2 separate regions of the Danio rerio genome follow, and region 1 is linked to region 2. A link is a contact called in public Hi-C data. All regions are on one chromosome and are shown on one strand. The core of a region is the stretch at or near the end of the contact, and the rest is flanking DNA. Distances in the headings are between cores, read along the strand shown.

What was found. Hi-C and Micro-C count contacts between places; a contact is called where the count stands out from the background.
Region 1: a Hi-C map of embryo shows a contact between it and region 2, with 2.4 times the contacts expected there. The contact joins two enhancer-like sites. A contact is called at or near these places in 4 of 18 Hi-C or Micro-C datasets (caudal fin, embryo and an unstated tissue) and 1 of 4 datasets of contacts at active chromatin or transcription factors (caudal fin).

What each region holds. Positions count from the first base shown.
Region 1 is chr18:7,219,831-7,225,413 of GRCz12tu, reverse strand. It overlaps zfhx3a (zinc finger homeobox 3a), which reads right to left. Exons shown (of 9, transcript XM_687130.8): 4 at 1,603-1,692. Among named protein-coding and RNA genes, the nearest start is that of zfhx3a, 24 kb to the right of the region's middle. Within about 2 kb of position 2,528, at least 25 of the 62 cell types and tissues checked have an H3K27ac peak or open chromatin away from gene starts, as enhancers often do.
Region 2 is chr18:7,175,030-7,180,691 of GRCz12tu, reverse strand. LOC137488251 (a long non-coding RNA gene) reads left to right here. Exons shown (of 2, transcript XR_012394274.1): 2 at 4,458-5,662. Among named protein-coding and RNA genes, the nearest start is that of zfhx3a, 21 kb to the left of the region's middle. Within about 2 kb of position 2,246, at least 16 of the 62 cell types and tissues checked have an H3K27ac peak or open chromatin away from gene starts, as enhancers often do.

The DNA.
Region 1 (5,583 bases), core at 1,279-3,778, 44 kb before region 2:
ACCAAGGAAGCTGTTGGTTATCTGTTTCAGTAATTTTAACCCTTTAACTGCCTGCTCAACTAAACGGTTGACCATATGTTGACTGTTTTAAACAATGACTGTTAAATTAATTTAAAGAATGACTGTCTTAAATAATGGCTTGCACACACAGCATTTTTGGTTTACATAAAATAAATAAATAAAAAAAAACATCATGTTGCACCACTACACTTGATTTTGGTTTTATTGTAAAAAAAAAAAAAAAAAAAACGAACAAGAAAACTTGTTAAATGAAAATCTGAAATATTTTATAGGACACTTCAAAAATCAAGATGATTTAGTATTCAAAATGTTTTATTTTCATTATGTTTTTAAATAAATTGGTCTTGCACTTCATATTTTCAGATTATTTTTATAGTATATGTATTATTACCAGAACTTTTACCTTTTAAACCGACATATAAACCATTTGGTTGAGGTTGATATTTTAGAAACAATGGGATGTGTTGAAAAAAATGCATTGAGTGTGTTAACTAGTGACATCAGGAATAAAGAAATGCAATCCAACATTTTTTTCAAGAATGTAAACAAAATAAAGCAAAAATTGATTAAAAAGAATGCCAAATTGAACAATTTTAGTGATGTTTACATACAATATTCAAAATGATCAAAGAAAAAAAATCAATGCGTTGCATGCTCGAATTTTGACAATGGCAAATGATTTACTTTATGCAAATGTTAATGTTAATCCAATTAATAAAAACTCTTAGTGGGACAGCTAAAATGTTAATTTTATTTATAAAAATAAATGTAAAATAGATTTAATACAAGACCTGATTTTTCCCCATTAATTCTCCATGGTTGTTTCCATCTTCTTGGTTAACTAAAACCTCAGTGGGAGGGTCCAGTGTATGATTTACTTTATGCAAATATTAATGCATTGTTTAAACATACTACTAGCTGTTTTCAATTATACATTTTTTTTGGAGCAAAATAAAGCTAAAATTCATTTTAACATATGTTAAATTTAACTATTTTAGACACGTTTACATGCAATATTCCTAATTATCAAAGAAAAAAAATCATAATGCATTGCATGCTCAAATTTTGGCCATGCCAAATGATTTATTTTATGCAAATGGTAATGTTTATCCAACTGGTGGTGCAGTTAAAAGGTTCATTTTTGTAATAAAACAGTTTTTGTAAAATGGATTTAATACAAGACCTGATTTTTATCCCCATAAATTCTCCATATTTGTTTCCATCTTCTTGGTTAGCTGAAACCTCAGTGGGAGAGTCCAGTTTATGATTTACTTTATGCAAATATTAATGCTGTGTAAGCATACTACTAACTGTTTTCAATTATACATTTTTTTCAAAGCAAAATAAAGCTGAAATTGATTAAAAATATGTTAAATTTAACAATTTTACACGTTTACATACAATAATTCTAATTATCAAAGAAAAAAATCATAATGCGATGCATGTTAAAAAGTGACAATGGCAAATGATGTTTTCATGCAAATGTTAACGTTAATCAAAAAATATATATAAATTTTGGTAGTGCAGTTAAAGGGTTAATTTAGCAATAAAACTAAATGTAAAACAGATTTAATACAAGACCTGATTTTTTCCCCATTAATTCTCCATGTTTGTTTCCATCTTCTTGGTTAGCCGAAACCTCAGTGGGAGAGTCCATCCCATTCATATCTCCTTGAAGAGAAAAAAAACAACAACAATTTCTCAGTTTTCATGTATGCCACTGAATCTTATTTGTTTCCTAAACATATTGATATTTCAATCAGCACTCCAGTTATTTGACTGCAGAATAAATGTACCTTAGCAAAACAATCCTGAAGGCAGGATCACATTCAAACCTATAGGGGTCAGTCTACACTAGCTCCTACACTACACCTATCTAACCTGCTCAAACGCTAAACACAAAGACAAACCCACACAAAACAGTAGCTAGTAATGTACACATTCACGCAGAAGTGAAATATATATATCGATCCTCTATAGTTTAACATACACAGAGAGATATGAGGGAAGAAAATCAGCAAGCGGCGTCAGCAGAGCTTCATTTGACCTGTGGGGATTTGAAAAGTCACAGGAGGAAGATAATGCAGCAGAGGTCAGGAGGGTCGCGCACAAAGAGTCCATTTCAAAGCACAAATTGGGGAACAATGCCGCCATGACAGCCTTTAAAAATTATCTTTATACAATAGCTCTGCGTATTGTGCTCGCTTTGAGCGCGTTGTACTTGTTTTTTTGGTTAAAAGAGACATTTTTAAATGCACTCACTCCCTGACTGTGCAAATCCAAACCATGTGGGCTGACAATATTTTGACATGTGTTTTTTAATCTTCCTGATGAGCGCAGACACTCTGAAATCAAAAAAAGAGAGCGTGCACTGATTCAAAAAAGCGCAGTGATGCACTGTTGTTCTTTTGCAGCGTCTGTAAGCTTCGGCTGAGCTCCGTAGGTACAAAACACACAGCCTCGGGACACACTAAACCAGATATCCCCCCCCCATTCAACACCCTCCCTCTCCTCATCCTCTTCTCTCTTGCTTTCTGCCTTTCTGCTTTCTTAGCAGAGTAATTGTTCTGCTACGTTGGGGGAAGGGAAAGAAGAACAGAGTTGATTTGGGTGGGTTTTGGGAAGGGGGGTGGTTGGGGTATTAGAGGGGGGCAAGTGGAAACAAAAAAAGAAATGCATGAGGCTTGTCATAACAGACCAATCAAAGGCAGGCCGAGGTATCTTCTGGTGGTTCTTTGAGAAGGTGATTATGACAGAGGGTGAGAGAGAGAGCGAGAAAGGCCATCTGAACACCAATTATCCTGACAGACACGCTATTGATTTCCTATCAAACCAACACACCCATAAACACAGAACACATAACCTGAAACTGTCAAATCCGCTCTAGTTACGACCGCCCCATTGAGCCCTCTCGCTCAGTCATTCTCTCAAAGTCACACACACCGCACTAAACCTGACCGAAAAACCTGAGTCTATTGTTGAGCAGCTCTCACGGGGGATAAAAAAAAATTACAGCTTGGAGGAGTACAATTAATAAATAAACTGCACAACAGCAATTAAAAACTTTCATTAATTGGGAAAATGCACGCTCAAACTGTTACAAAATGGCAGATAATCTACGTTATGCACTGTTGAGTTTTACTGCTAACTGTTTGTAGTTATTATCATTTTTAAAGCAATTTTTTAGACAATTTTAGACACTTTACATACAATTATTTTAATCATCAACAGCAAAAATAATGTGTTGCATGTTTGAATTATGAAAAAAAAGGTAGATGATTATCTTTATGCAAATATTAATGCAATGTACTACTAAATGTTTTCAATTATATATTTTTTGGAGGCAAAATAATGCTAAATTGAACCATTTTATACACGTTAACCTGCAATAATCCAAATTATCAAAAGAAAAAGTAGATGATTTACTGTATGCAAATGGTAATGTATGGTTTAATTTACTACTTTTTTTAAAAGCAAAATGAGCCAAACGTAACAATTTTAGACATTTTACACACAATAAATCCAAATTATCAAAGGCAATAAAATCATAATGTGATGCATGTTCAAACTGCGACAATGGTGAACGATTTACCTTATGCAATGTTAATGTACTGTTTATTTTTAAAGCAAAATAAGCCAAAATCGGCATTTTAGATTTTGTATCTTGATGAAATGCTCTCTGCTGTCTTTCATGTAGTAGATACTGATTATGATTATTATTTCAGTGGATTTATTTTTCTGTGAGTGCGGTATAAATTGATCATGATATTTTTATAAAACTGTTTATTTTCAATTTTGGTTTTGAGCCATCTATTGGTGGTGATATTTCAGTGATGGAAAATATAAAAATTTCAATACATACTCATTTGATGAATTTGTGTCAATTTTTTGTCTATTTTGTTTGTTATGTTTAGTAAGGGTTTGTAGTCGGTGGCTTACAGCTATCTGGGCTAAGGTTAAATTTGTTAAATTGACGGATGTATTCCGTCTGGCACTCGAGCAAAAGTAAAATATGACCTACTTGGGGTTTAAGGTAGGGCCACCATTACAACTTTTACATACAATAATGTATATTATCAAAGGCAAAAAGCATGTTCAACCTGTGAAAAAAATGGTAGAGTAATTTTATGCATTTATAATTATACATTTAGACATTTTTAGAAACATTTACCTACAATAATACAAATTATCAATGAAAGACAATCATAATGCACTCTATTCTCAAATTATGACAATAGCAGATGAGTTACTTTATGTAAATGTTAATGTATGGTTTAGTTTTATTTCCCACTGTTTTCAATTCTAAGAATCTTTAAAGCAAAATAAGTCAAATGTAAACATTTAGGCACTTTAACATACAATAGCAATAAAATCAAAATCTGATGCATGTTCAAACTGTGAAAATGGCAGATGATTTACTTTTGGCAAAAGTCACTATTTTAGACACTTTTAAATACAATAATGTATATTATCAAAGGGAAAAAAGCATTTTCCATGTTTAAATTGTGACAAAATGGCAGATTTACTTTAAGCAAATATTTAATGCATTATCAAAACTTTCACTGTTTTCAATTATACATTTTTTTGAAAGCAAAATAAAGCTAAATTTAACCGTTTTAGATACCTTTACGTAATAATACAAATTATCAAAGGGAAAAAATCATGTGTTGCATGCTCAAATTGTGACAATGCCAGATGATTTACTTTATGTAAATGTTAATGTATGGTTTAGTTTTATTTCCCACTGTTTTAAATTGACACTTTAACATGCAATAATGGCAATACAATCAAAATGTCATGCATGTTCAAACTGTGACAGTGGCGAATGAGTTAAAGCAAATGTTTCATTTTTAAAGCAAAATAAGCCAAATTTCACCATTTTAGACACTTTTACATATAATAATGTAAAAGTAAAAATATAAAAAATTAACCATTTGAAACACCTTTACCTACAATAACCTATTATTGAAGGCAATGAAATCATAATGTGATGTACATTCAAACTGTGACAATGGCGAATGAGTTAATGCAAATGTTAAAGTACTGTTAAATTTTTGAAGCAAAACAAGCCAAATTTCACCATCTTAGACACCTTTTCATATAATAATGTATATTATCAAAGGCATGCTCAAATGGTGACAAAATGGCAGATGATTTACTTTATGCAAGTTTTAATGCACTTTAATTGCACTTTAAATTAGTAGCTCTAAAAAATTAACACCAAAATAAGCTAAGCGTAACCATTTTAAACGCTTTTACCTACAATCACCTAAATTATCAAAGGCAATGAAATCATAATGTGATGCATGTTCAAACTGTGACAATGGCGAATGATTTTCTTAATGCAAATGTTAATGTACTGTTTAATTTTTTAAGCAAAATAAGCCAAATTTCACCATTTTAGACACTTTTACAAACAATAAAGTATATTATCAAAGGCAAAAATGTTACATGTGACAAAACGGCTGATTTACTTTATGCAAATATTTAATGCTTAATTGTACTTCTCACTGTTTTCAGTTCTACATTTTTTTAAAAGCAAAATAAGCTAAATTGAACCAT
Region 2 (5,662 bases), core at 997-3,496:
TATAGACTACTGATTGGCATCATGTTATATTAATTCATATTTTTGTCAAGGCCTTATGTCTTGCTTTAGTGGATACACTGACCTGTATTCGTTTGGAATTGTATATTAAAATGGTAGCCTAAAACATAAGCATTTGTCAAATTCAACATTTTAATGACAGTATACTATTTATTGTGTCAATTTTGTTAGTTATTTGTTACGTTTTTGCCTGTAAAATGTTTATGAGATGCTAAGATAAGATGAACATGAACTTGACTGGAAATCACCGGCCTAAAATCACGTTGCATTGATCGGAGAAGATCAGAAAGGTCAATCATGGAGCTTTAATATAATCTTCAGACAGACAGACAGACAGACAGACAGATAGACAGATAGACAGATAGACAGATAGATAGATAGATAGATAGATAGATAGATAGATAGATAGATAGATAGATAGATAGATAGATAGATTTTATGTCATACACCTTTCGCGATATTTTACGCAATTCAAAATGTCAGATTTTTGTTGTTTGGTTTACCTGTCGGTGTTTAAAAAAGACGACAGATACATCTGCAATGCGTTCATTTTGTTGGTTTGTTTAAATACAAAATCTAATTATAGTACACATTCATTATAAATTAGGAAATCAGCATTGAGAAAATTGCTTGGTATTTTAATTTCTAATTAACGGGAAACACCGCTGAATGAGGAAAAGCCTAAATGCCAGGCTCTGGGATTTATCTTTTTCTACCTGGAAAATTTCATCTCTTAAAAACGTTCGTGCTGTTTAACCTCTGTGCCACGAGCTGAAGTATAATATAGACTCTTCTGAATTAAAATAGAGCGTATAATTACGATTCATACCATATTATAATTTAATATCGGGCCTTTGATTCAGCAATTAACATTTTAGCATTCAAATAGTAGGCAAATCCCTGAGTAAATATTTAACACGTGATGCTGTTCTTGCTTCGAATATTAATCAAAATATTATCAACATTTGTTATTGGCTATAACTATAAGTTATATGTTAGCATATTAATATTATTACAGCTACAAATTTAGCAGAGAAAATACGCCTTAATGTAAATAGCCTATTGTGTTTAACACAAACCTATTCGTTCTTAAAACACATATCAGACTTCATTCTCTTTCACAAATAATAAGAATAATATAATCTAAAATGAAATTACAATAAAATTATAATCAAAATACAAATATAAAATAAGAAACCTTTACCGAACCGAAATTTTGCATTTTTCATAAGATCTCTGCTAAGTAGCTCTTAAAACTTTAAGTTATCATTATATATAAGCTATTATTATCACATTAAAGTTATTATTATATATAAGCTATTATATATTGTCATAATAAATTATCATTATATACGAGTTATATAGCCTATAGATTATATACACAAACCAGAACATTGGCTCGTACTGAAGACACAAAAAGAACGATATAAAAGGGAAAAAAACAACATCTTAGTCACAGAACATACAATCAAAACTATATAAGTTATCAAACTTAAACCTCAGAGGTGTTATTGGATTGCTTTTGAGTTTAATATTTATCAAATAAATCAAGAAATTGACAGCAAGTAGCCAAAAATGTTTTTAAGGAGCTTAAAATCGGAGTCTCTCCAGAATAACAGAGATCATGTCGGAAATCCAGTTCTGGAAAAAAAAGGCTGAACAATATTTTAGTAGCTTGATTTTAAATAATTTTTGCCATCATATTCTCCACAATAAAATACAATTTGCCAATGTCCATTTAGATGAAATAAATGCTATTTAATTATTCGTAGGCTATAAATGCAGACGAATCAAGTTAAACTAAATGATTTTATTAATTCACATTTTCATCGTCTCAGATTAATCCACCGCGTCCACGCAATTGGACTAACACAGAAATTATATTATATTTCTATCACGAAAAATTCGTTACAAAATAATCATTAGAAAATAATTTCGTTACAACGAAATAAAGAAAATCTCAATTTAAAAATCTGGCATTATTTGATAAACAAACGGAGCCTTAAAACATGAGTCACATAAAAATATTGAAGTGTGTCTGTGCCATTCGATTTAATCTGAACGAGTTTGTAATGAAGTGTACAGTGTGTGAACTTTAGCCATGTGAGAGGCCGTGGTCAGTGATTTGTGTAAATGGCCGTGATTTCTCGCGCAGACGCTGAAGAGACCGTGATGCAGCAGCTGTTCTCCGGTTCAGACGGAAGGTCAAGTGCATGACCTCGGGACAAAAGCCCAGTGCAGCCCAGTGTGTTTATCTGCCCATCACACGTACACGCACACACACACGCAGAGACAGACACACACACACACACACAAATCTGTTCCCCTGCATTGGCTATATTTTTGCCTTCATTTTATACAGCATAACATGTCAACGTTACGCATGAAATCATGCATAATTTATTGTCTCACACACAAATATCATGCACAGTTTTAATATTAGTTAAATGTTTTCGTGAAGTATATTTAAAAGCACATTATTGTTTGTTGTTAAATAATGTTACGTTCTGTGAGTAACGTCTACAAGATATGCATGCCCAAAATAATAAAAATAATATCAAAAGGGGAAAGAAGGAATAAATAAAATATTTTACAGCAAATTATTTAATTAATAAAGAAATAAAGAACATAAATGAAAAGAAACAAACGAAAAATATTAAAAGAAAGGCATTGTGTTCATTTTAGGCTGACATTTCTAATGCAGGCGGATAACTACACGTTTAGTTTACATTTAGCCCTCCAGAACTATAAAATAATAATAATATTATTTAATGGAAAGAAAAAAACTCATCCGAATCCAAAAAAACGAAATACCAGACGCAAAATACGATTCACAGACGGGGATTTTTAAATTGGAGCCATTTATTCTGGAATTAATTGAGTCTTCGTAATGTTGAATTCTGAACACGGACTGTGTTGTTTTAGGATTTGGGTTTTTATTATTTTGTCTTTTAAGCTCGCGGACCGAGTGAGAAATCACATGAGCCGTTATTTCATATCAAAATACTGATATTAAAATACCAGCTGACAGAAATAAATCTGTACACAGACCGCCATCTGCTGGAGCACAGAAGAACAGCAGGAGGATCAAAACCTAATCACAGATACATGGAGCAAAAAGACCAGTGTAATGCCGATTTAAATTTCGATCACACTAGTATTTGCAACATTAAACACTTTATTTGCATTTTATATGCTTTTAATGTACTTATATAAATTAACTTTTGTGTGAACTTAAATGTGCACACAATAAAAATCTGCACTTTAGATGCTGACAAAATATCCATGTTTATTGCATAAAACAATAATCAGGATCCAGAATTATAGCTTTATTTTGTATAATTGATACTTGATACTGTACTTTGTTTTTATTTTTTGTTTTTCTGTTAACGTCTATCGAATGAATGGCCGGGTTTAAAGAGATTGCACGGAAAAGGTAGTTGAATTTAATTAAATAAAAACACAAATTAACATATTTAATTATATTGTTTTTCAGCCTGTATACTTCGTTAATAATACTAAATAAAATAAAATAAATTATTAATTAACTTTTGTAAATTTCATTTGATGCAAACCCTTAAAAGGGAGTTTTGTCTTTGACCATACATACAGTAGTCAAAATTTGAAGAGAATCAAAAAGGTTTTTGAAGGTGTGTTTTCAATAGTTGTAGGACAACTTTGATGAAAAGTGAACCACTTTAAATGTTGAATACTGCATATGGCTAATCACATAGTCCAGAGAAGCCCAAATGGCCTTAGGGCAAGAGTTGGCCCATTGTCATCTTTGATTTGGCCCACTATCTGAGAAAAGAGTGAGAATGATGGAGAGGGTTAGGGTGAATGACTTTAACATCGACTTTCCTAATTTGATGTAAACTTTTTGTTTGTTTGTTTGTTTTATTGCAAAGCTACAAAAAAGCAAACTGAAATTAAATGTTTCAATAAATGTTGTAAATGAACCTCAGTTTTTAAAATGTAAATAGTGTGACGACAGATAGAGGACTGTACAGAAGACATCAGCAACAAATCAAGGCAAAAACTAGTGTAATAATAATAATAATAATAATAATAATAATTTTTAGAATAATAAAAATATATCTCTGTATTAATTCATATAAAGCACTGTTTTCTAGTTATTTTTAAATAGTATTAAATAAATTAGGAAATCATTCATGGCAGCTATATTTACCTTCAGCCCTCTATCCTCAATAAAGTTTGGTTTTTGGCTCTTCATAAAATTTTCTGAAAACATGAATGTAAAAATTTAAATATTGTCTGGATTTAATAAAAATAATTTCTGCATTGTCAAACCATTCTTCTAGGTTTAGTAGGTTTCCTTTGTCACTCAATGTTTTGTTGAATATTTTAAAGCTGCTAGATAAAAACAAAAAATATGCATGCATGTATAAATGACTATGTTCATCACTTTATAACCACAGTCTACCCATCTTCTGATGGCTACTTCCAGTAGGATACTGCACATATAAAGCGTGAATCATCTCAGACTGGTTTCCTGAACATGTCAATGAGTTCACTGTACGCAAATGGCCTCCACAGTCACCAGACTCAATCCAATAGAGCAACTTTTGGATGTGGTAGAACGGGAGATTCGCAACATGGATGTGCAGCCGACAAATCTGCAGCAACTGTGTAATGCTATCATGTCAATATGGAGCAAAATCTCTGAAGAATATTTCCAGTATCTTGTTGAATCTATGCCATGAAAGATTAAGGCAGTTCTGAAGGCAAAAAGGGGTTCCAACCCGGTACTAGTAAGGTGTACCTACTAAAGTGGCCGGAGCAAAAACATACTGATTTAAATTGAGCTTATATGCTTTCCAAGTATTTAAATTAACTTCTGTAAATTTCATTTAATGCAAACAATAAAATGGGATGTTTTGTCTTAGACTGTAAACCTAAGCATATATACAGTTGAAACCAGAAGTTTACATACACTGTATAAAAAGGGACAGTTAAGGTAAGTTATGATTATCAAATTTGTTTCTGTTCTGCTTAGCAGAATAATAAGAGGCATATTTGTTTAGAAACTGTTATAACTTCTCTTGAAAGTCAAGTTTACATACAATACGATTATTATGTCTCTGAAAAAGCTCAGATTATGATGTCAAGATTTTGGAAGTTTCTGATTGGCTAATTGACAACATTTGATTTTAATGGAGGCGTGACTGTAGAATAGTCTTTAAGGAAAACCTCAAACACATTGCTTTCTTGTGTGACAACATGGGAAAACCAAGGATCCAGAATCAACAAAAGAGCCAGATTAAAATTTGCTGAATTACACTGGGGAAAAGAATCATTTTTGGAGACATGTCCTGTGGTCTGATTGAACTAAGATTGAACTGTTTGGCTATAATGACCAGTGTTACATTTGGAGGACAAAGGGGAAAGCCAAGCCTAGGAACACCATGCCAACTGTGAAGTATGGGGGCGGCAGCAATATGTTGTGGGGCTGTTTTGCTGCAGAAGGGACTGGTCCACTTTACAGCACAGATGGCATCATGAAAAAAGAACATTATGTAGAATTACTGAAGTAACATCTCAAGACATCAGCCAGGAAATTAAAACTTGGCCACAAATGGGTCTTCCAAATTAGTTAAAATGTGCTTTAAGGACAACAGAGTGA